Linked DNA regions of Mus musculus: regions 2 and 3 are each linked to region 1. A link is a contact called in public Hi-C and HiChIP or PLAC-seq data. All regions are on one chromosome and are shown on one strand. Each heading gives the region's core, a stretch centred on a gene start, on an enhancer-like site or on the middle of the called end of the contact. The rest is flanking DNA. Distances are from core to core; before and after follow the strand shown.

Region 1 (4,821 bases), core at 1,017-3,516:
ACTTACTATACAGTTAAGCTTTGGGGAAGGCAGTGAAAAACGTCTCCAGTACTGACTGCTTCCTGGGTGGGTCGTGACTGGACTTTGCACTTGCTGCCACACCCACTAAATTACCCTGTAGGCTATGGGCACTGGCAGCAACTGACTCACCAGGGCTGCAGTTCCAGGGTCTAGCTCAGAGTCTCTTCTCTGACTGCATGTGGAAGGCTTTCCAAGGTCCAGATTTTTGTCTGTTAAACAAAGGGCACAGAACTCCTCTCCAGTGAGGAGGGGATGCAAGTTGACAATGTGTCCGCCTCTTAGATCCTCCAGTTATTAGGCAGAGGTGGAAGCAGTATACATAGTGTGCTGAGCTGACTGTGATCAAGTGCCAAAATGTGCAGGCCAGACGTTAAGCATTCTGGGTGGTCAGAACCCGGAAAGATTGATGAGCTGAAGGCTGAGCTGCTGGAAGAGCCAGGCCTTACGTTTTCCCGTAGTTCCAGCATATTTCAAAACTTAACATGAGGCTCATATTCAGGCTTGATAGAATGGAAAGAAACAAAAGAAAATTGACCTTCCTACAGAAATTCTGGGAAAAAGAACAACAGGAACATGGATAGGGGTGGGGGAAACTCTGGGAAAGGCTTGGTGGCAAGACAGAAATTAAAAGAAAAAAAATATTGAGGGGGAAATATACTCAACACCAAAGTTACCATACCATTTTATCTCTGTTTAATTGTTACCACTTTGTGACAGTAAGTAAACCTCCATTGTTGAACCACCAGGAATTTGTTTATTTTGGTCTTTTGAAACAGGGTCTCCTGTAGCCCAAGCCGGCCTTGATCTCTGTTTGAAGCCAGGGACGGATGACCTTGAGCCCATCCTGCCTCTACCTACAGAGTGCAGTGGAGGTCACCACGCCTGGCTGGGAATACAATTTTAGGAGTCTCTTTCGGAAGGGTTCACACCTGGCCAGTCAGTCGCATGTCAGTTGGCAGAAACGAGAAACGCTTGTGGAAATCAGAACAAGCTTAATGTTCTGCACCAGAGAAGGCAGTTTCCCCAGGAACATCTGTGATTTGTTTTACATATATTAATGAAAGGCCCGGGCGACGGAGGGGGTCACTGGATACCAGTGAGCCTTTCTGAATGTCTGATTCATCCTTGGGACGTTTTAAACAAGGAACGCTGATTTTCCCCCCAGAGCTGTGGAGTCTTTTGTATTCAAATCCAAAGCACAAAACTCTATTGTGGGAGGAAAAAGAGTCTTTAATGGAAACCCAGTTGTGTCCACTTAAAGCAATGAATATAGTCTCAGGCGGCAGACATACCATTTGAAGCACTACGGCTAATAATAGATGGTGTGGGTTTTCTTTTCTTTTCTTTTCTTTTTTTTCTTTTCTTTTATGGGTACCTTAGTTGGAAGTTGTTCTAATTAGTACCACAGGGACCCTGGAGAGGAGGGAGGTGGGCCAGGAAGGAGGCAGGCCCACCCAACTACAGGGTGGTGGGTTAGAGAGCCTTGTTGAATTTGATGCTTGGCTGAGAGTCCCTTGCCAACTCTCCCAAGCACATCAGGCCTCTGGACCATGAGGGGGTGGGAATTCACTGCCTTTGAAGCTCTTTCATTCCTATCTGTGTAATTATTTTTAGCAAGGGCTAAGCAGGTGGCTGGTGGCATGCTTAGCTGGAGACCAGAGGGTGTACGTGTGGGTTGCTGGCTGCGAGACACTCGTGGGGATTCCACCGCGAAGGAATGCCGGGCGTCCCGGGATAGGGCCCAAAAGATGAGGTTTCCAGACAAGTCTTCCAGGCCAACTTTTAAAGGTCGGAGGAAAGTTTTTCGAGGGCTGGGGGCCCGAGGGGAAGGCTGAGTGGGCTCGGGCGTCTCCTCCCCTTTAAGCGGGTGGCCCCAGCGCCTCCTCCGTTACCTGGAGCGGGGAGGGGCTTGGGAAAGTTTGTGTTTGTTGCTGGCAAAGCGCCGGGTGGGAGGCGCGGGCGGGCGGACGCCACGGCTCTTCCCTTTTGCTTTCGGGAGGCGGTCCGGGTTGCTGCGCCCTGGGATCGGCGAGGCCGGCTCCGGGGCCCGGCGGCTGGCGGAGGGCGGGAGAGGAGGAGGAGGAGGGCCGCGACGAGCCAGGTGCGCACGTCCGCGCCGGCGCTGGGCTCGCTCGGCCAGCGGGGAGAGCGGAGCAGGCGCGCGGCCCGGCGGAGCAGCCGACTCTGGAGCAGCCGGAGCTGGAGGAGGAGGAGGAGGAGCGGCGGCGGGGAAGGAGGAGGAGGCGGAGAGTCGCTCCCGCCGGCCGAGCATGGGGCGCCCGGCGCCGAGGCCGCTGCTGCTGGCGCTCCTGTCGCTGGGTGAGTGCGCGTGGGGCGCGGCGGGGCGCGGTGGGGCGCTGGGTCCCGGGGGGGCGCGGCTGCCGCTCGGGGCCTGGGGCACCCGGGGCGCCCGGGGCGGCTCCCGGGAGACCGGGATCCGGAGCGCCGGGCCGCCGGCCGGGCGGGGAGCGATGTGGGGCCGATCTGAGCCCGGTGCACATCCTCCTGGGCCCGCGCTCCCAGTAGCCGGAGCCGCCCGGCCTGACCGAGCCGGGTCCTCACGTGTGCCGGGGGAGTGGCTCGTGGCCGGTTCTCCCACAGCGCTCTCTACCTGTTGGCCACCGTGAGCCGGGCTCACCTTGAACTCCCGGCCCCGGAAGGTGCGGGCGGCCCCGGCCCGCGTACCCGGCTGGGCGGAAATGTGAGCCTTTGCTGTGTCCCGCCATAGCCGAGGCCGGTCGGGATCGCTCTTCATTCGCTAGCCCATGCTGAGTTGCTTTTCCAGGGAAGCAAGAGAATCCAACTTCCTTCCACGAAGGTCACTGGGTAGCCCAGCGTTACTGTGACAGTCTTGTACCATCCCTGCCATCTAGCCAAATCTGCCTCAGTGTTGCCTTCCAGCGTCTCCTGAAGCTAGCTAGGCTCGGATTTATACACAAAGACCCGAGAGCCCAGCTTTTCCAACTTTTCTACCTGTTACTTCCCTCGTTACTGCCCCCTTCTCCTTTACCCTCTGGAAACCCTTGGTGTCTCTCAGTGGTTTGGCCCAGTATCCCCTCACCCACCTAAGGAATCTTTCCTGGGCTCCCCCCCCCTCCATTTTCCATTCACTCCTTACACAGACACCATCTTCACATAGATACACAGGGTGATCTTAACCAGCCACTTGATGTATTTATTTAATGCCTGCCTTGGTTCAGGAAGGCAGATCCCCAAGTGTGGTTATATGCGTGGTTCCCTGTGACCAGTGGCATCTAGGACAAGCAGAATTCCAGACCCAGCCCTGGGTTCCCTTCCAAGCCCCTGCAGACGATGTATCTCAAGCTTTCCCAGAGCACGTGGTGTGTGTTGCCTATCCCAGCCTGGCCTCAGCTGCACAGGGGCTAAATGACTGCACTTCTGATGGTGTGAGGATCCCCGTGGGGACCTCCTGCCACCACTCCCCTTCTGCTGGCATTAGGACTTTACTGTCCCAGCTCCCCATGAGTCCTGGCTGCCTGTGAACTAGCCTTTCTGGCTGCTACTGTGATACTTCACCTCCGAGGGGTTTTCTGGAAATGACTCCCTCTAAGAACTCCCCTAGACATAATTCTCCAGCCACAACCCATGTACAGAAAACATCCAATAGTCTTCTGTGGTTTCTGATCTGCCAGGCATCAGTCTTTGCAAGTTGTGTATTTGTTGCATATTGCTGGGGACAGTCGCCACCATTTAATTGGCTTATACGTCTGGGTCAGGCAGGGCCATGGCCTATGGTTGCACAGATTCCTGGGGCACCACTCCCATCTGCTACTCACTTTGTGGTTTATGTGACTGACTCTCCCTAGAGTGGTCAGTGTGTAGTCTGTGGATGTACCAGTTGAGAGGGTAGCGTGAGGTAGAAGTTTAAAAAGGATGCCCTTGGGGGCCTAGGGTTGTAGCTCTGTGCTTGTTTATCTTTGCCAGGTTTTGGATTCCATCCCTCAGACCAAGTGAATAAACAAACCACAGCCAGCAGCCCAGGGTCGGGAAAGCACAGCTTGGGGAATGAATCATGGTGGTATACCCGTGCATCCAACCTTGATGAGACTTAAAGACTTTTGGATGTGACTGTGACTGCCCTGTGCAGATTCACCTAGCAATTCTCTGAACCATTGATGTGCCATCTACAAACTCTGCCCCTGGGTACCTCACTAGGTGCAGCTTCAGCCTGACCTCTGAAGCAGCTTCCCAGTGTAGCATCATTTTCCACATCCATTGAGCCTGGAAGTGGAGTGTGTTGATAGGCAAGATGGTCTTCCCTTGGGTCTTGCTGCCGGAATGGAATCGTGAAGTCACTGCTACTTGTATGGTAACCCCTCTGTGGGCTTCGCCTGAACCCCAGCCCTTTGTTTTGTAGCTTTCCCAAGCACAAGTTCAGACTGTGTCCATCCTTCTGAGCGAGCCCCACACCCCACTCCCCCATACTGTGTTTCCCCTGTTGTAGCCAAGGCCTTGGAGGCTCCTCACGAAGACAACTTCTGACTCCTCCCTGACCGGTTTTCTCCTGCTCTCCTCTAAGGTCACCATTTTCCTAATGGATGATTTCGGGGTTCGCACCAGTGTGCATTGAGCTCTTGTGACTTTTCTTGTGTTTGCTTTCTCCTCTTTCTGCTTTAGAGATTTCATTCTAAGCACCTGTTTGCTACTCTTCACGGAATCTGTTGCGCCTTCTAGCCTGCCTGCCCCCTCTCTTCCCTGTCTAAGTCCCTCTGCCTCTGAGGCTCACTTTTCCTTGAAGCTTTCTCACTAAGCCCCGACCAGTGGGCCAGACTCACTCAG
Region 2 (4,821 bases), core at 912-3,411, 210 kb before region 1:
CTGACTTCATTACGCTTCATTGCTAGATGACACCAGGAGAAAGGTGCGCTACCCACTGGACTCTCCTTCCCGACTCCCTCCCCCGGAAGATGAACCCTCAGACTGAAAAAGGCAGACGGTGCGGAAATACTGCTTTGAACAAGCCACGGCCAGGAGTAGAGCTGGCACGCTAATGGAACACCTTCCTGTCCCAGCAGGATCTAGGCTGTCAGAGCAATCTTTGAGGTTCCTCGGGCTACCAGGCTGTGTTGACTGCCTCCCACAATCTTTCCCTGCCACTAATGAGTTGTGCTGAGTGACTCACTTCCTTCAGGCCACTGTCAGCTTACCTACTGCTGCCACTTCGAGGCAAACCCCAGGTTAATGTCCACCTCACTGCCATCTGTCCTGGCCTTCGAGATAGCTGGGGCTAGTCAGTCATCCCTCTTCATAGGTGCACAAGCACAGAGCCTTCCCTCTGCCTCCCCCACTTACTACCTATTTCCACAGCCTAGAGCCGGTCTTCTGATGCCTTTGTTTTTTTGAAGCTAATTGGAGTTTATTAAGAAAAGGTTTTAATGTGGATTTAAGTACGAGCATTAAGAACCGGCATGGACTTCTCCAGGGAGAGTTCAAACCTCTGACTCTTTAACAAGTCTTTATTTAACATTCAAAGTAGAACAGTCCACCGGATGTGCGTGCGTTTGTGAAATCCCAGCCCCTTAGAGCCCGAGGCAGGAGGATAGCAAGTTTGAACCTGAGAACCTAAGGGAGAAATTTTTAAGTCTGAGGCCAGGTTGGGCTACACAGCAATCAGTACCATCTAGCAAGCAAGAAAGGAGGGGCGGGGGCAGGGGTAGAGAAGAAGGCAGGATAACTAAGAAAAACTAATGTCAACCAAGAAAACCAGAAGAACTTTCAGGATCCCTAGTCTCCAATTCAGGGGCCTCTGGATCTATTACAAATGCTTCCCATCTCCTAGGGCAGGTCTGTGGCTTTCCAGGTAGGAGATGCCGTCATGATGTGAGGCAGCTTCCTTGGGCTGTGAGGACAGATCATGCCCTTTCAGTGCCCCTGACAGACTCAGTGCATTAGGGTATCCTGCTCGGTGGCCATGTCCCATGGGCAGAGGGGTCAGTTAGTTGGGGGTATCTTTGTACAAAGAAAAAGTCACACCAATTTTCCAGTAGGGACAATTCCCACTCGGCTGGGTGGGACCCTGTCTTTGGACACATGACTTTTATGTTATCCTGTTCCCTAGGTGCTTTTGTTCCATATTCAAGCCATGCTGTCTCCCTCCTGGGCTCCCATCCAGCCACCAGCTGACCTGAGCCCCACTGCCCCTACTGCCAGTGCCCTCCGAGGCAGGACCATACTGTCTGGAATCCCAGCCTTACCCCTGTAAGACCCAGAGGGAGCAAGGAGATCTGAGCCCCCCCCCCCCCCCCCCCCCGCCCAAACTTCCTATTCTGCTCGCAGAGTCATTGCTCTCCACTAATGCATGCGAAGGACCGAGACCCCTCGTCTAGGCTGCTCCCAATACCCCTTGGTTCACTTTCCCCATCTCTTCCAGGGAGAAGAGAACACGCAGCTTGCTTGTCTTTCCATAGTCCTCTGGGCTCAGCTCTCACAAACAATTGCTTGGTGAAAACACTCAACTCTGCAAGAATAACCAAATACTGTAATTCACTACATTCCTACGGAATTAAGAAACATAGGCGGTGTTCTTGGAATGCAAGAGACTCAGCTCGTTTGACCATTTACAAAAACACACACTGCTGAAACCGAACACTCATTATCCAAACCTAAAATCACCATCTAGACTAAAGATGACTTCCTGTGTCCCGAACAGCGTGCTCTGTGTATATTTTTGTTCATAACAACAAGATCCATGATACAGGATGCTGGGGAACCACCCAGATTGGATTCCAGTCGCTGCCTTCTTTGTGAGCAAAAGGGATGCAGTTGAGGTTTCTCCTCTTCCCCTCCTCCTCCCTTGCCTCCTTTTCTTTGGCACAGGGTCTCCCTGTGTAGGCCAGGCTGTCCTTGAGTTCACGGCTCTTCTGCCCTAGTGTCTGGGATGCTGGGATCACACATGTGCAGTACCACCTGATGCAGGTACAAATGGCAGTTTCTCCAGCTTTCTACCTGTGTGGTTCCCAAAGGAAACAGTAGGTCCCAGCACCTTCTGTGAAGAAACAGCTAACGGTTTGGAAGGAGCCTCTTATCAGAGAGGGTGTCACGTTTATTGAGTGTTGAGAGATTTTGGCCAGGTGAGTACAGAGTTGCATCATCTTCGAGGGAGCATGGCAAGCCGAGCTGACCCACGCCAGACCCAAGAAAAGATTCTGAGTGCAGAAGAGAGATGGACAGGGGTTCTCAAAAATTCAGAGCAGCCACTTCATAAATCCTAGGGCATATGGATGGATTGTTTAAAGGGGGCTTTATATAAAAGGACGCCGTGATCAGTAGGAGCCAGTGAGAATTCCTAATACTAGAGTAAATTAACTTCTTTTTTTTTGTTTGTTTTTGAGAAGATGATCATACTTCAGGGATTCTGACAGTGTTCTTGCTTCAAAGAAGGGCACAGGCCTGCTCTCTCCATCTCTGGCTATTTAGTAGCCAGAAGAGGGGTGTTTCTATTCACCCCTCACCCAGGCTTAGCCAAGGAATTGCCTTGGCTAACGGAGCATGCGTGGAGGTCGCCTGTTTCACCTGGTAACCAATGGCTTTAAGAGGTACCACGAGAGGCCAAGTCCTGGATGCGATATCCTCTTCAACCTGGATGCTGGGATGAGAAAATATGTGGAACAGAGTCATTGATGCCAATATATATCAGGGGCAGAAATAAACTGGTTTCATAACGAGTGGCTGGCATTTGGGTGGCTATTGCCACCAATAGGGAGTCCAGCTCTTGGACATCCCTGAGAAATCTAATGACACTGGTCCTGGCTTCCAGCCTCACTCACACCTGCCTGTTTGCCCTTCTCACTACACTACCTTCTCACTACACTACAGATCTCCCTGTGGCCTTCTCTAGCCCCTGGGATGCAAATCGCCTCTCATAGCGTGCATGGTTTGGGAAGAAGGGCTATCTCAGTCCTTTCCCAGCTTTCATGACTCAGCATGGTTTGGGAAGAAGGGCTATCTCAGTCCTTTCCCAGCTTTCATGACTCAGTGCTGGAAGCCTAGGTTCACTCCTGGCTCAGCTCAGGATTTTTGCCCATCCTGAGAGGCCTCCTTCTCATCCTCAGCTGGCTACTGTTCCGCAGGTAGGGATGTGATAGAAATGAGCCTTTTGAGTTCTGCTGTTGGCAGCATATATTCAGAGTATAGACACTGACAAGTGTGGGCTTCTAAGTGTGTTCAGCAAAACAAGAACCCTGGGAATCTACTGATGCCCTCAGGCAGGTAGATACAACCCCGCTGCTAGCATCTCAGCCATTCTGACTAGGTAATGTCAGCCCCAATCATCTAAAACCAGTCCAACTGTCCACAACCCTGCCACCCCTCAGTGCTTATGTTACAGAGTGAGACCTGGTGTTTGGAGAACCAAACTGCATTGGTTTCAGTTGGACCTTACCATTCCAGGCATACTCAAGGACCAGTGTATTGCCACAGCTCATCAGAACTGCAACATCTCTCTGCATGGTGAGAGAAGGTAGGACACAGGGCTCCGTCAGTCTAAAGATTTGATGCTTCAGGTTCCTGTCTTCTGGGGCTCACCGTGTAGAAAACCAGACCCAGACAACACCCAGGCCTTACCTGATGCAGAAAGGAAGAAAATGGTAAAAGGTGCAGGCTCCGCATGGCTGGCATTAGCCCGTGTGGCATGAGCTGTCTTGCAGCAGTTTGGCTTGGGATCAGAACCACCCGCAGGCATGTTGATGTACCTGCCTCACCTGGCCTCTAATCTCACCTCCAAGCCAGGTCAGTTTACAAGCTGCTGTCAGAAGGAGCCCTGTAAAGTGCACACATGTTCTGAGTTGGCTGGCTTGGACCACTCTTGTTCAGTTCCCACTGCTTTCAGGATGGCGTTCGGGTAACAAGCAAGTCTGTTCATGACCCAGGCCCCACAGGTCTTTCTGCCCTCTCTGCCACTCCCTCCTGCCCTGAGTTCACACTGTGGATGACTGCCTGGGTTCTTCCCACCCACCAGGCTGCAGCATGTCACCTGCCCTTCCTTCTGCCAGGAAGACCTACCTCTTCTGGGTTCTTCTGCCAAGTGTTGTCTCTTTTGGCTAGCTTCCACTGGCTCCTTAGGTGAATTTTTATGCCCAGCCCTGAGCTTCAGAGGAACTGGGTTTTCTGGGTTACACAGAAGTTCTAACAATACTCTGGCTGTTACTGTCCTAAATCTCATCTGTCCAGAACCTGGAAGGCCAGGGCAGCTCCTGCCTCTGTGTTGTCTATGGTATCAAATAGCAGTCAGTTCCAGGGCTAGAGAGACAGCTCAGTGGTTAAGAGAACTTAGTACTTTGGAGATGCAAATTCTGTTCCCAGAACCCACGTGGGACAGTTTACCACTGCCCATACCTCCAGCTCCAGGGGATCTGGCACCCTCTTCTGGCCCCTGTCAGTACTACACCCAGGTACAAGCACACATGCAGATGTCCACGTATACACATAGTTGCAGACATCCACATATACACATAATTAAAACACGAAACCTTTTTAAAAAGACGTGTTCATTCTGTTCTATGTGTATGAGTGTTTCGCCATATGCATGTATGTACATCACATACGTTCCTGGGGCTGGTGGCTGCCAGAAGAGGGTGTTAAATTCCTAAGAACTGTTGTTCTAGATGGCTGTCACCATGTGGGCACTGGGATCTGAACCTG
Region 3 (4,821 bases), core at 1,393-3,892, 150 kb before region 1:
CAGCCACCTCAGCTGTCTTTCTGAGGTTGCTGTGTATAATCCTCTGGCAAAGCATCCTAAGGGAGACACAGTTTCTTCTGTCTCACAATTCAAGGATGCACTGTAGTGGGAGGTAAAGACAGCAGGAGTTTGCACAGTTAGCGGAGAGCAATGGCTGGGAGCTGTTCAGCTTCCTTCCTCCATCCCCATAAGCCAGGATCCCAGCCAGGGAAGAGCACCACCCACAGAGGGTGGGTTTGTCACCTCGCCTTAACCAAGGTAATCCCTCATAGGCATCAGAAACTCATCTCTCAGGGGATTCTGGATTCTGCAAGCTTGACAACTGACACCAGCAGAAAATCTAGATGACCTTAGATTTGAAAATTGTCTTTTAGATAATTTTCTGAATTGGTCTGAAAGATAAAGTTATAGAAAAAAGTTGATAGTTTGAACTCCTTCAGAATAAAGTTTTTTTTTTTTTCTGTCCTGCAAAGGACAGGCAAGAGCTGAAGAGGACAACCTTGGGTTGGGAGAATATATTTGAATGATACCTGTCATCCCAGTTATCCCTAATGCACAAAGAACTCTTAAACTTCCACCATAGGGGTTGGAAAAATGGCCCAGTGGTTAAGAGCATTCACTGTTCTTGCAGAGGATCTGGTTTCGTTCTCAGCATCTACAACTACCTTAAACTCCAGTTCTAGGCTATCTAATCCCTTCTTCTGCACTTCCCAGGCACCTGAATGTACATGGTATAGGTACATACTCTCATCACACACACACACACACACACACACACACACACACACACACACACACAAGTTAAATAAATTCTTTCTTTAAAGAAAACACTCCACAGTAAAACACAGACAACCATATTCAAATTGAGCCAAAGACCTTAGTAGATACTTCATGAATGTTTACAGATGTCAAGTAAGCAAGACACTCCTCATCCTATGTCACTCCTCATCCTATGAAAATTCAAACAGAAATGAAGTAAAAATGCATACCTGTTAGAACAGTCAGCATGCAGGACACCCACAGCACTGGATGCTGGTCGGGAGGTGACACAGCAAGAACTCTCAGCCATTGGAGTTAGGAATGTGGGATAATGTAGCCGGATTTGAAGGTTCTTGTAAAACTCTACAGACTTTCTACTATACAGTCCCCAACTACACTTCGTGGTCTTTACCCAAAGGAGTTGAAAACATGTTCACACAAATCCCACATACAGATATTTAAAGCACTTTTGTTCCCAACTGTTCAAATCGGGAAGCAATGGATTTTTGGTTTTGAGAGAGGTTATCTCTACACAGTCTTGGCTGTCCTGAAACTTACTACATAGACCAGGCTAGCCTCAAACTCTCAGGAGTCTGCCTGCCTCTGCCTTCCAATAGCATGCCCAACCCAAACAATGGGCTATTACTCAGGGATAAAGAAATTCACTATTAAACTATGAAATGAGATGGAAGAGACAGATATTACAGAGGGAATGAAGTCAATCTATTATGTGACATTCCAGAAAAGGCAAAATGGTGGAGAGCTAAAAGACCTATGCTTGTCTGGGTTTAGGTGGAAATGCTGGTGGGGGTACAGAGAGGTTCTGCGGGGCATAGGGAACATTCTGTGTGATGCACTGGATGTGTGTCCTTATACATCCTGTTTAAACTCAGAGTGGACAACAGCGGGTGGGTCCTGATGTGTGTGTGCTAAGGGCTCAGGAGACAAAGCACTGGTGTAATCACCTTCCATGCGCCACTCTGAATGAGATAGGCTATGACCACGTGGGACATATATTTCAACACTCCACAGCTAGAGACAGCTAGGAAGAGGGAACCTCCTTTTAGGAATTACCTCTGTCAGATTGACCTGTAGGGAGGTCTGTGAGGTGTTTTCTTGATTAGTGATCAATGTGGGAGGGCCCAGCCCACTTTGAGCAGTGCCACCCCTAGGCAGGTGCTCCTGAGTTATATAAGAAAGCAAGAGAGAAAGCCAGGGGGAGCAAGTCGGTTGAGCAGCATCCCTCCATGGTTTGTGCCTCTGTGGTTGAGCAGCATCCCTCCATGGTTTGTGGCTCTGCGGTTGAGCAGCATCCTTCCATGGTTTATGGCTCTGCTACAGCCCAAGTGCCTCCCCTGACTTCTCTGAATGTTAGACTGCAGTGTGGGATGTCAGATGAAACAGACCCTGCCCTCCTCGAGTTGATTTTGTCGCTGGTGTTTATCACACAGCAACAAAGCAAGAAAGGACAGGGCTGTGTGGGACCCCTGTAGTTCTCTCATTTTGCTATAAATCTGAACGTGATCTGATTCTGAAAGCCTCCTTTCTTTTAAGTGTTTACTAAGGACAGAGCACCATGAAAGAGAATTCATTCAGACCAAGGAATGGAACTGTAAAATTTCAGAACACAGAGACAAAAGCAATCAGGGAGTGGACATAGGGAGGGAGAGGGGAAAGGAGGAAGAGAATACAAGGAAGAAACGCAAAGGCTGATGAGCCGGCTGGGGCCAGAGCACTCACAACGCGTCTGGCCTTGGGTTCTATTCATGTACAACTGATTAATTAAACAAAAAATCAGGAAGTAGAAGCCAGACATGGGGGCAGACCCCTGCAGTTCCGGCACTTGTGAGGCGAAGCAGAGGAACGGGAATTCTAGATTGTCCTCATAGACAGCTTGAGGTCAGCCTCCACTACACAGGGACCCACCACCACGTGTCTCAAAACAAACAACAACAGCAAACTCATAAGGAAACAGAACAAAGTTCTTAACAGCTGTGCCGAAACTAAAAGACAACAGACTAACACTTTAAAGTTCTAATGCCTTTCTGCCCCCTACCCTAACCTACCAACTAGGTATTAAGCTGGAATAAAGGTGCTAGGCAGGGATAAAGGCATTTTCAAATGTGGGCATCTCCTTGAAAGGATCTCCCTCTAACTTCTGCCTTAACAAGCAAGCAGCTAGACCAGTGTGCTTTGCCAAAATGAGATCATAAAGCAAGGAAGACCCAGGACGGTATCCAGCACGCTTAGCAGACAGCCAGGCGAGAGTCAGTGCAGAGGAGACAGTTTAACTACCCCGACACAGTTAAACACATCTGAGACAGAGTTTGGGGGGAAAAATAGCAAATACAGAGGACATGACTCAACAAACCAAAGACAGTAATTAACGGCAGAGAAAATAATAACTCGCTCAACAAAGCAAATCATTGCGTATCAGATCACTAAGCAGGGCCTGGCATTCTCGTGATTGGTAATAACATAAACACTGAATATTAATCTATCCGAAATGATAGCATTGCTTTCCTGGGAGGATTAGGATGAAAAGGCTAGCATTAATGACTGAAATGAAAGAAAAAAAGCAATCAGGAAGCAACTACATAATTATGTTTTATAGAGAAATGACGTAAACTGCCCAAAGAATCTGTGAGGAATTGAGGGCAGGCAGCCTTCTCTGGAGAGTGGAGATGTGGAAGGGGGGCATCAAGAGGCTTCTGTTGGATCACTGGGTTTTTAATGTGCGCCCCCAAAGCTTGTATATCGCAGGCAGTTCTGAGTGCAACAGAGTGGAGGAGCGGGACCTGTGCGCGGCCATTAGATGGGCCAGTGGCATGGCGCAGAGGGTAGAGGCTCTTGCTGCCAAGCCTGAAAATGACCGTTCTATTCCTAGGGTCCACATAGTGGGAGGAGGGAACTGACTCCCACAAGTGCACTCTTTGCCTTCTCAATCAATAAATACATGTAAACATGTTTAAAAAGAAACAGGTTAGGTGCACTCATGGATGGGCTACTAATGCTGCCGTGGGGACAAGTTGCTATTAAAGTGAGTTTTGAGGGGCCAGAGAGACAACTCAGTGGTTCAGAGTGCTTGCTACTGTTGCAGAGGACCTGGGTTGAGTTCACAGCACCCACATGGCAGCTCAACCATCTGGAATTTCAGTTCCAAGGGATCTGACATCCTCTCCTGGCATCTGTGATTCATGAGGTGCACATACATACATGTAGGTAAAAGGCATATACACAGATTTTTAAAAAGTGAGTATGGAGCCAAGTGTGTCAATACATGCCTATAAGCCCAGCACTAAGGCAGGGGAATCATGAGTTCAAGGCCAACCTGGGCTACCAGAGATCTGGTCTCAATAACCAAGATAATGATGTTGATGAAAGTTCTCTTTCTCTCTCTCTCTCTCTCTCTCTCTCTCTCTCTCTCTGTGTGTGTGTGTGTGTCTTAGTTAGGATTTTACTGTGAACAGTTACCATGACCAAGGCAACTCTTATAAGGACAATATTTAATTGAGACTGGCTTACAAGTTCAGAGGTTCAGTCCATTATCATCAAGGCAGGAACATGGCAGCATCTAGGCAGGCATGGTGCAGGAGGAGCGGAGAATTCTACATCTTCATCTGAAGCTGCCAACAGAAGACTGGCTTCCAAGCAGCTAGGATGAGGGTCTCAAAGTCCCCACACATAGTGATACACCTACTCCAACAAGGCCACACCTACACCAGCAGGGCTATACCTTCTAATAGTGCCACTCCCTGGGTCAAGCATATACAAACCTCCACACACTCTCTTTCTTTCCTTTCCATGGGATGGTACAGTAAGAGTGCCCTCCCAGATATTGATTCCTTGAAATTGGACCTCTTAGCTTCTAGAACTATAAGAAACATACTTGTGTTTCCAGTCTTTGGTATTCTGTTGTTTCCTTTCTAACAGCAAAGTGAGCTAAGACAAATTATAGGGAGCTTCTTGATTCTTTATGTGACAAAGTATACCTTAATATAAGCAAAAATTACATTTACCAAAGAAAAGATGAAAAAATTAGGATAGATTTTTTAAAAATTA

The links. A called contact is a pair of places that touch in the nucleus more often than the background predicts. HiChIP or PLAC-seq counts read pairs in DNA pulled down with a chosen protein or histone mark.
Region 2: a contact with region 1 is called in a FOXA1 HiChIP or PLAC-seq map of pancreatic cancer cells. The contact joins the enhancer-like site here to the promoter of Ptgfrn in region 1. A contact is called at or near these places in 3 of 39 promoter capture datasets (cranial neural crest, embryonic stem cells and pre-B cells), 2 of 484 Hi-C or Micro-C datasets (cerebral cortex and regulatory T cells), 7 of 115 datasets of contacts at active chromatin or transcription factors (bone marrow-derived macrophages, embryonic forebrain, embryonic limb bud and 4 more) and 2 of 9 other capture datasets (embryonic stem cells and liver).
Region 3: a contact with region 1 is called in a Hi-C map of uterus, with 2.1 times the contacts expected there. The contact joins the enhancer-like site here to the promoter of Ptgfrn in region 1. A contact is called at or near these places in 3 of 39 promoter capture datasets (cranial neural crest, frontonasal cranial neural crest and pre-B cells), 2 of 484 Hi-C or Micro-C datasets (CD8 T cells and uterus), 5 of 115 datasets of contacts at active chromatin or transcription factors (the SCID.adh cell line, embryonic stem cells and stem cell-derived neural progenitor cells) and 1 of 9 other capture datasets (adipose tissue).

The regions. Positions count from the first base shown.
Region 1 is chr3:101,107,611-101,112,431 of GRCm38.p6, reverse strand. Ptgfrn (prostaglandin F2 receptor negative regulator) reads left to right here and starts at 2,266. Exons shown (of 9, transcript NM_011197.3): 1 at 2,266-2,340. The coding sequence starts at 2,292. It overlaps Gm52612, which reads right to left and starts at 3,466. Exons shown (of 1, transcript XM_030252967.1): 1 at 692-3,466. The coding sequence starts at 2,522. The coding sequence ends at 1,881.
Region 2 is chr3:101,318,036-101,322,856 of GRCm38.p6, reverse strand. No RefSeq gene overlaps it. Among named protein-coding and RNA genes, the nearest start is that of Gm32803, 24 kb to the right of the region's middle. Within about 2 kb of position 2,161, at least 17 of the 459 cell types and tissues checked have an H3K27ac peak or open chromatin away from gene starts, as enhancers often do.
Region 3 is chr3:101,254,497-101,259,317 of GRCm38.p6, reverse strand. No RefSeq gene overlaps it. Among named protein-coding and RNA genes, the nearest start is that of Cd2, 31 kb to the left of the region's middle. Within about 2 kb of position 2,642, at least 6 of the 459 cell types and tissues checked have an H3K27ac peak or open chromatin away from gene starts, as enhancers often do. A contact at or near this core is called in uterus, where this site is marked.